Linked DNA regions of Mus musculus: regions 1 and 3 are each linked to region 2. A link is a contact called in public Hi-C and HiChIP or PLAC-seq data. All regions are on one chromosome and are shown on one strand. The core of a region is the stretch at or near the end of the contact, and the rest is flanking DNA. Distances in the headings are between cores, read along the strand shown. Region 1 has its middle 18 kb from the start of Slc39a11. Region 2 overlaps Slc39a11 (solute carrier family 39 (metal ion transporter), member 11). Region 3 holds the start of Sstr2 (somatostatin receptor 2).

Region 1 (2,700 bases), core at 122-2,621, 140 kb after region 2:
GTGCATCAAGTGCTTACTTCCAAAGCACGACGACCTGAGTCTGAATCACAAGAGGCCACATGAAGCCAGGCATCCTGGCCACATCTGCCGTCCCAGCATTCCTGTGGCAAGATGGCAGGCAGAGGAACTACAATCCAGGAGGATAACCTGAAGCCCTCGAGGGCCAGCTAATCTGAGGTACACAACTGTAAGCAATCAATCAAGAGAGCCTGTCTCAGACAAGGTGCAAGATTGAGGTTGACACCTAAGTTGTCCCCGACAATCCCCTCCGTGATAGGTAGAGACTGGAAGATCCCTGGCTCCAAGCTAGCCTCATTAATGAGCTTCAGGACAAGGAGATGTCCTGAAAGAAGATGGACAGTCCTCCTGGGAATAACAGCCAAAGTTATCCTCCGGCCTCCCCATGTGTACACACACACACACACCTACACACACATAACCACACAGCCCTCCCCCGGGTGACCAACCATCCAGATCTTCCCAGGGCCATTGAGTCAGTGCCCAGGCTGCTGGGTCGCAACAGTGAAGGAAAACTGAACACACAGCTACAGAGCTTCAAGAAGGGCTTCCCCGTTTTAGCCCTGAAAGGAACAATGCCAGTCCTAACCACGGGGCCTCAGGGGTCAGGTTTATGCCTTGCCTCTCAACCTGTGATGCTCACACACCCAGCATAGACGGGGGTCTATTAAAGATGCAGAGTGCCAGGCTTCTGAGTGGATGACCCTGGGCCCAAACCTCAGCCAGCTCCCCAGGACATGCACGAAGGATACCGAACCACTACATGGGAGTTGTCCCTCACTCTATCTATGGCTCCAGGCATGCACTATTTCTTCTTGTGTTTACACCAAGGGGAACCTTCCAAATTCAGTGCTGGGTGAAAGACAGCATTTTGTATACAATTAGGGCCTTGCCCTGTAAGAGGCTGCACCAGACACCAACCAAATCCTTGGTCCATTTTCTTGTCTCTGTGTTTCAGGAAAGGGTGGGGCAACCGGATCATCTGGACCTCAGAGGCTGCTTTGTTTGGCTACAGCTTCCCAAACACAGCGCAGAGGAGTACCCAAGCCAGACAGGGCACACACAATAGCCTGCTTAGCAGAAACTCGGATGTAACAGCTAAGGCAGTCTCCCATGGGACCAGAGAGGGCCCCAGTTAAGGACCACAAGTCCGGACAAAGGAGAGAGGTGCTTACAGGAGTGAGTGTGAGCCTCCTGCCAGCTAACGGGTTCATTAGAGTCTTGAAAAAGAGGCCAGGTTGAACCCTGCAGGCTCCTGAAGAGAATCAGCTGGGTGACCAAAGGCTATCCCATGTCTAAGAGGAAGCCTTCTGTTGGTGACAGTAATGAAGACAAGCAGCCTCCAGCTGCTGGGAGCTCGTGCCATCTGCCCCTCCACCCACAACTGCTCTCTATTATTTAACCCACAGAAGGCAATAAGAAGCCTTTTGCCTTTCATTCCCGGACCATTCTGAGTCACATCAGCCGCTTTCTGATGGCGTTGTCTAAAAGGGGGTGGGGAAGTGATTGTTGTTGATAGCCACAGTGATCCATCTGCATCCTCCCCAGCTATCTAACAGAAGGCAGCTGAGAAGCCATCCCAGGCTGGGGCACTCACAGCTCTGCCCCCACTGCAGAGGAGTGCTGTTTACTATTTGTGTCACAGCGTGATGTTTGGGGACTGCCAAAAGCCCCCCATAACTGCCTCCAGACCAGCGGGGGCAGGGGCCTTACCCACCCTTACTGCTTGGGAGGAAGGCAAGCCTGTATATATTTTGCCAATTATAAAATGTGTTCTTGTGGGGCATGGTGGCGCACGCCTTTAATCCCAGCACTCGAGAGGCAGAGGCAGGAGGATTTCTGAGTTCGAGGCCAGCCTGGTCTACAAAGTAAGTTCCAGGACAGCCAGGGCTATACAGAAACCCTGTCTCAAAAAACAAAAACAAAACAAAACAAAACAAAAAATGTGTTCTTGACCTCCTCCCAGCACAATTTAGCATCTTGGAAAAGCTGGATTGGGGGACTGTAGCTTACCCAGCATGCACTAGGCCCTAGGTTTCATCCTCTGTATAGTATGAACTGGGTGTGGCAGTACACACCTGTAATCCCCCGCCTCCTGAGGGAAGGAGTTTAAACTTGTCCATGGATACAGAATAAGTTTGAGTCCTGCCTGGAATACATGTGACCTTGTCTCAAACACACACATACACTCACACACCAAAAACCTGTGCACACCACAGCACATGACAGAGGACAACTTGGTGGTAGAAGTTGGTGCTCTCCATCCATTTTGTAAACCCAGGGAATCGAACTCAGGTTGTCAGGTTTAACAGCAAGCCCCTTTATTCGCCAAGCCATCTCACCACCCCTGCACACACATTTTCTTTTGAGATGGAGTTCCAAAGTACCAATGTACCCAGGCTAATTTTAAACTCTCCTCATGACCCCAACTGGCCAGGAACACATGACTCCCCTACCTCAGTTTCCAGATACACACCACCAAGCCTGACTTGAATGTATGTCTTAAACCTACCAGTCTGGATTAGCATCAGTAGGGCCCCAGGCAAATACTGTGAAAAAAATAAAAATAAAAAGCTACCTTGAGTTTGAGCGATTTGAAAAAGGTAAAGTATCATACTCAAATGACAAGGATATCAAATAATCCCTCTTCCGGTTTATCCCATTATCCCATTATTTTTCTGT
Region 2 (2,700 bases), core at 116-2,615:
GCGCGCGCACACACACCCATTTTGCTTCTTTTTTAAAAAATGTAATTATTTTATTTATCTACATTCCAGACATTGGCCCCTCTCTTGATCCCCCTCCTATAGTTCTTCATCCCATTCCCCCTCCCCTTTGCCTCTGAGAGGGTGCTCCCCTCTGTGCCCCCGACCCCAGACATCCCCTTTCTCTGGGGCCTCAAGTCTCTGGAGAGTTAGGCACATCTTCTCCCACCGAGGCCAGATCAGGCAGTCATCTGCTATCTATGTGCCAGGGGCCTCTGACCAGACCATGTATGCTCTTTGGTTGGTCTCTGGGAGCTCCCAGGGGGCTGGGTTAGTTGAGATTGTTGGCATTCCTATGGGGTTGGGGTTGCCACCCACCCCCTTCAGCTCCTCCAATCCTTCCCCTCGTACTTCCATAAGGGTCCCCAACTCCAGGCTAATGGTTGGCTCTAAGTCTCTGCATCTCTCTCAGTCAGCTGCTGGTAGGGCCTCTCAGAGGACAGCCATGTTATGCTCCTGTTTGTAAGCACAGCTTTTAATCTTTAATCATGTATATGTATGTGTGGATTATGGGCACATGTGTGAGGGCGCCTGCAAAACCAGAAGAGGGAGACAAGTGCCCTGCAAATGGGGTTATAGGCGGTTGTGAGCCATCCGACCGGAGTGCTTGGAAGAGCTTAGGAGCTTGTCTGCAGAGCATCTCTCCAGCCCCACTGGAACCTCCTTCTCCAGGGGAGCCCACACTCTGACTTTCCTGGCAGTCTTGACTTCTGCCTCCTGCCGATTTCCTCTGGCCCTACCTACCATGGTGTGTGACATCTAAGTCACAAATTCTCCTTTTCACAGCACAGGCCCCTCTCTCCCTGTGCCCACTCGGTCTTCCCTGTAAGTTAAAAGTCCCCTGGGTACATATGAGACCCTCTGGCTCAGCTCACTCCTACCGACCTCCCTCTACCCACCCCACCACCTTCCACGTGTGTTACACTCACAACCTTCCCTGTGTGCTACACTCATGTGCCGGCCCCTTGTTAATCCTGGCAGTGGGCAGAGTTGAGCCAGGCTGACAGTAACCACACGCCATGCAGCCCAGATGGTCCCACGCGCCCGTCAGCCGGCATCAGCTCACACCCCACAGCTCCTGGATTCACACCTTTAACTAAAATGTCCCTGAATCCACGAAAATAAAAACTCTGCTAAGTAGACATTTTTCAAAAACCCGCCCTTTTCCCTTTGTGTAGACAGGAGCCAGCCACTCACACCCACACCACCATCTGTCCGCGTCTAGTGCTGTCTACTGCGACACACGTCCACACGTCTGCCCTTGCCTAGGAACACAGGCGCACACAAAGGAGGCTTTTGTTTCTTGAGAGGGGATCAAGTGGGAGCAGCTTGTCTTCAGAACAATGGGAATTTCTGCTCAGTCAGTGAGCCAGCTCTGGAGTTAACTGCCTCTGAGTGCCCCATTAATCTCCACAGTTTTTGTAATCTCTGAGACACGGCATATTGTCAGCCACATTCACAGAGGTGGAACGTGGATGCATGCAGACAAGCGTGCCCTTTGTACGTGTGTGCACAGAAACATGCATGGCCATACACAGGCAAACAAGAAAAATCTCAAAACCTTATGACAGCAAGGGAGAAATGGACTCCGTTACAATTAACACATACATAAACATATACATCCACCACTTTTCTCACAGGCAGGTCTCTGCCCTCTAACAAAATCCATCCTGCATTTCTGGGAGTCCTGAAGGCTGGTCCCACAGAGTTCCACTGTGCAAGGAAACTTCCATTCCTTTTCTAATCCTATTTTCTAGGCTTTCTAAACTAGAAATGGCCACATGTGGACCTGGCTGCCACTTCACCAGGACATCACTATCCCAAGGCCACCAGATATATGTCCTGCTTCTCTCCTTTACAGGAATCCTCATCCACTTCCTTTCTAAAGTGTCTTGGCTGGAATCTAAAGATTAGACATGGGCCAAAGGCCAAGTTCAAGGGTAGGCTAAGGCCTTCCTGTGGCCACTGAAGCTGTCTTCCTGAATGCAGATATTATCTTAGTTTCTGTTTACCAGGTATGACTTCTACCAGGAGGGACCCCACAGCTTCCATACCTCAACTCATGGTGAGGCCATAAGAGGGATTCACCAAACATGCCCAGGCAGAGTTACATACCACTAGCAGACAGTTTGTCAGTCAAGAAAGGGAAAACTCTTCGTTACACACACACACACACACATACACACACACACACACACACACACACACATACAGAGAGAGAGAGAGAGAGAGAGAGAGAGAGAGAGAGACAAAGAGAGACAGACAGAGACAGAGAGACAGACAGAGACAGACATACACATGCAGGATATTTCTTAACCCTGAGATGGGATCAACGTTTTTCAGAACATCTGCAAATTAAAGAGGGGCATGAGAACTTGGAGAGGGTAATGGAATTAGGGAAAAGATCATCTGTGTAGTTAAGGTCATTTCTGTATTGTCAAGGGCTGCCTACTCTGCCCTCAGTGACCTGAGACCTCTGACCTCAGTACCTGCTTGGTGTTGTATGGCAACTTCCTCTGAGTTAAAATATTCCATCCTGGAAAGACACTCCTTAAGACTTGGGAAACAAACGACTCACAAGTCTCAGAAAGTCCCTGAAACTGATGAGATACACAAAGCCCCTCCCTCCTCAAGGTTTTACAG
Region 3 (2,700 bases), core at 92-2,591, 180 kb after region 2:
GGAGGAGGAGGCCTGAGCTCACTCAGGGCCCCTTCTTTCCCCCAGGGCCACTCCCCTCGTTCTGAGAGCTGCACTATTCAACCCTTCAACCCCGCCCATAAAAAAACCTAAAGACAAGCCAACCCACACAACACTAGGACCCGACAACCACTGCTTCAATCTCCATCAAGTCCACAGAGCCCACACATCTCGTAGAGATGGTGCCAGTGAGCGACACTCTGACTTACAAGAATTCCGGGCTGCTTTTACCTGCTGCCTGGCTCCCTGTCAAAACTCACCGCACATACACAACTCCTGGATTTATGCTTTTCCCCGATGAACCCGCAAGCAGATCAAAAACAGGATGGCTGCATCAGGACCCACAGAGAAAGCTAATCGGGGGGGGGGGGGTTTGTTTTCTGATTTTTCATGTTCTAGAAACCACCAGGGTGCACTCACTGTCTCTGTCTGTCTGTCTGTCTCTGCCCCTCTCTCTCTCCTCTCTCTCCCCTCTCTCTCCTCTCTCTCTCCTCTCTCTCTCTCTCTCTCTCTCTCTCTCTCTCTGGGGGAGTGTTAAGAGGTGAAGGAAGGGAGGCTACAGGATTGATTATGACTTATTAAACTATTGGAACATCGGCTGAATCATCACAGTCAAAAAATAAATAGCTGCAACTTGATGCGACACATCTCCCACTTCTTGTGAGTCCCTCCTTGCTCCCGCAGAGCGCCACAGCGCGCGTAGGCGGAACGGTTGGGCTGGGGCTGGGTCAGACCAGCAAGCAGTGACTGACGGGCTAAATTAAAGCTAGAAGAGACTGCATGGCCCGGGGCCTCCAGTTGGGAGAGCGGTGGAGCCCGCGGAGCCTGCTGGCTGCAGGAACTGAAGCCAGGTGCCCCGCGCTTGCACACCTGCAGGCGCCTGCACGGGAGACACGCTTGCTGCTGTCACCCCTTTTTCCTCTGCCCTTAGCCTGACTCTGCAACCTGTGCCCTGTTCCCGGGACTGGACCGTGGTAGGCACGGCTTTGCAAACTTGAGAACACGTCTTAAAGGTCCCGGAGCTAGTCTAGGTCACCCAAGTCGCCGCACCAGCTGCCTGGAATTTGTTGGGTAAAACCAGACCGAGTCACTGAAATCGGAAAGAAAGCCACGCGCGCCCTCATAGGGAGGAGTCGTGGAGACACTGACATCGCTTCACCATCCAACAGCATCAAGGTCTGCTGTCTTATCCTGGGCCACCCGCAGGTTTTCTCCACTCTGCTCACCGGGTCCAACAGGACCCGGCAGGCGGAGCCAAGCTGCCGTGACGTCACGGGCGGGGGCGTGGGGAAGTGTGCCCAGGGGCTGCCACCCGCCCGGGCCACTGCTAGCGGCGCAGCCACCGGCGCGCTCGCGAGGCCACCGGCGCCTGGAGCACCAGTCCGCGGCTGGGCGTCAATGATCTACAGGCCAAGCTAGCTCTCTCGGGGCCCGGGCAAGCTCTCTCAGACGCCAGAAGGGCCAGCACGAGCCAGCCAAGGAAGCTGGGAGCCCCGGGAGCCACTGCTGAGCGCCAAACACCCGCTAAGCCTGCTGTGCTCCTGGACGCCCAGCTGGGTAAAAGAACAGCTTCTGGGTGCTAGAGAACACAGGGAAGCGAGTGCTCGAGGAAAACCAAGGTGAGGGGTGCCAGTGTGCATACGCGTGTGTCACCGTGAGATGGAGGGAGGGACAAGCACACTTTGGGCACCTGCATGCATCTGTTCTGGGGATAGACCGCCGATCCCGGCGACCTGCACGTTGGTCCCGGCGCGCAAATTCTCTGTTTTTGTGCCTTTGGAGGTGACAGGTGGATGAAAGATGCATATCGTGGTGTCTGGGGTGGAAAGGTAGTGTGTTCTGGGACGGATTTGTTCTCAAAGAAAATGCCCAAGTACCGTGGCGTGTGCCCTGCGTGTCCGATGGGGACAACTTGTTTCCTAGCCACCTGCGAAACAGCCCTGGTCCGAGGAAAGAGACACCAGCTAAAGGAGAAGGGACATGCCAAGTGCCACCACAGGGTCCACAGTCTGAGACCTAAGTTAGGGAGGGACAGTGATGGGGACGTCACCGAAAAAGAAGGAAAGCAGATTCTTCAGGGCTCTTTATCGCCCTGATGGGGAGGCAGCCCAAATTCGTCTGCGGTCAGGTCCCCCTCCCTCCCCCCCCCCCCCACCCGCCGCCCTCAGGCAGAGAATCTGTCTAGATTGGAGAGAACCAGCTACTGAATGGTCAGGTCCCCAAGCGACTGTCAGCGCTCCTAGCTGCCCCTGGCACCTCAGTCCCCTCTGCGTTTCGAAGCTGGACATTGCAGGCACCGCAATCCACTCTCCCTCAGTCTGCCTAGAAACGGTAAAGATCCCTTAGGGAACACGTTGTTTCCAGAGTCAGCGAGTTATGACCCTAAATATTTTCCTCACACTAACTCCATCGTCCTGAGCCTCGCTTATCTACCTTCGCCCCAATGGCGAGGGGCACTCTAGCATCGTGGTGGGCTACACAGGGCTGCTGCAAGTTCCAACCTCAGATTCTTGGAGGGGTGTGTGTGTGTGTGTGTGTGTGTGTGTGTGTGTGTGTGTGTGTAGGTGTCTGGTAGGCTTGGAGATGGGGAGGTCTTGAGGGCTCACAACAGAAAGATGCTGGAAAGAAACTAAACCCACCTGTCCCTCCTCTAGTTGTGGAGCAGTCTGTGGGAGGGAAAGA

What was found. Hi-C and Micro-C count contacts between places; a contact is called where the count stands out from the background. HiChIP or PLAC-seq counts read pairs in DNA pulled down with a chosen protein or histone mark.
Region 1: a contact with region 2 is called in a Hi-C map of the N1E-115 cell line, with 2.1 times the contacts expected there. The contact joins two enhancer-like sites. A contact is called at or near these places in 2 of 484 Hi-C or Micro-C datasets (B cells and the N1E-115 cell line) and 2 of 115 datasets of contacts at active chromatin or transcription factors (embryonic basal ganglia and embryonic stem cells).
Region 3: an H3K4me3 HiChIP or PLAC-seq map of embryonic basal ganglia shows a contact between it and region 2, with 3 times the contacts expected there. The contact joins the promoter of Sstr2 here to the enhancer-like site in region 2. A contact is called at or near these places in 6 of 39 promoter capture datasets (the 3T3-L1 cell line, cranial neural crest, frontonasal cranial neural crest and 3 more), 1 of 15 datasets of contacts at CTCF or cohesin (pro-B cells), 11 of 484 Hi-C or Micro-C datasets (the N1E-115 cell line, cerebral cortex, cortical neurons and 4 more), 15 of 115 datasets of contacts at active chromatin or transcription factors (the SCID.adh cell line, T-cell acute lymphoblastic leukemia, craniofacial prominence and 10 more) and 4 of 9 other capture datasets (adipose tissue, embryonic stem cells, liver and 1 more).

The regions. Positions count from the first base shown.
Region 1 is chr11:113,582,935-113,585,634 of GRCm38.p6, forward strand. It overlaps a transcript of Slc39a11 not described here. Among named protein-coding and RNA genes, the nearest start is that of Slc39a11, 18 kb to the left of the region's middle. Within about 2 kb of position 1,372, at least 22 of the 459 cell types and tissues checked have an H3K27ac peak or open chromatin away from gene starts, as enhancers often do. A contact at or near this core is called in the N1E-115 cell line, where this site is marked.
Region 2 is chr11:113,438,481-113,441,180 of GRCm38.p6, forward strand. The region is part of intron 5 of Slc39a11 (solute carrier family 39 (metal ion transporter), member 11); the gene reads right to left. Among named protein-coding and RNA genes, the nearest start is that of Gm51928, 19 kb to the right of the region's middle. Within about 2 kb of position 1,366, at least 69 of the 459 cell types and tissues checked have an H3K27ac peak or open chromatin away from gene starts, as enhancers often do. A contact at or near this core is called in the N1E-115 cell line, cerebral cortex, cortical neurons and 4 more, where this site is marked.
Region 3 is chr11:113,617,986-113,620,685 of GRCm38.p6, forward strand. It overlaps Sstr2 (somatostatin receptor 2), which reads left to right and starts at 1,342. Exons shown (of 2, transcript NM_001042606.3): 1 at 1,342-1,637. It also overlaps a transcript of Slc39a11 not described here.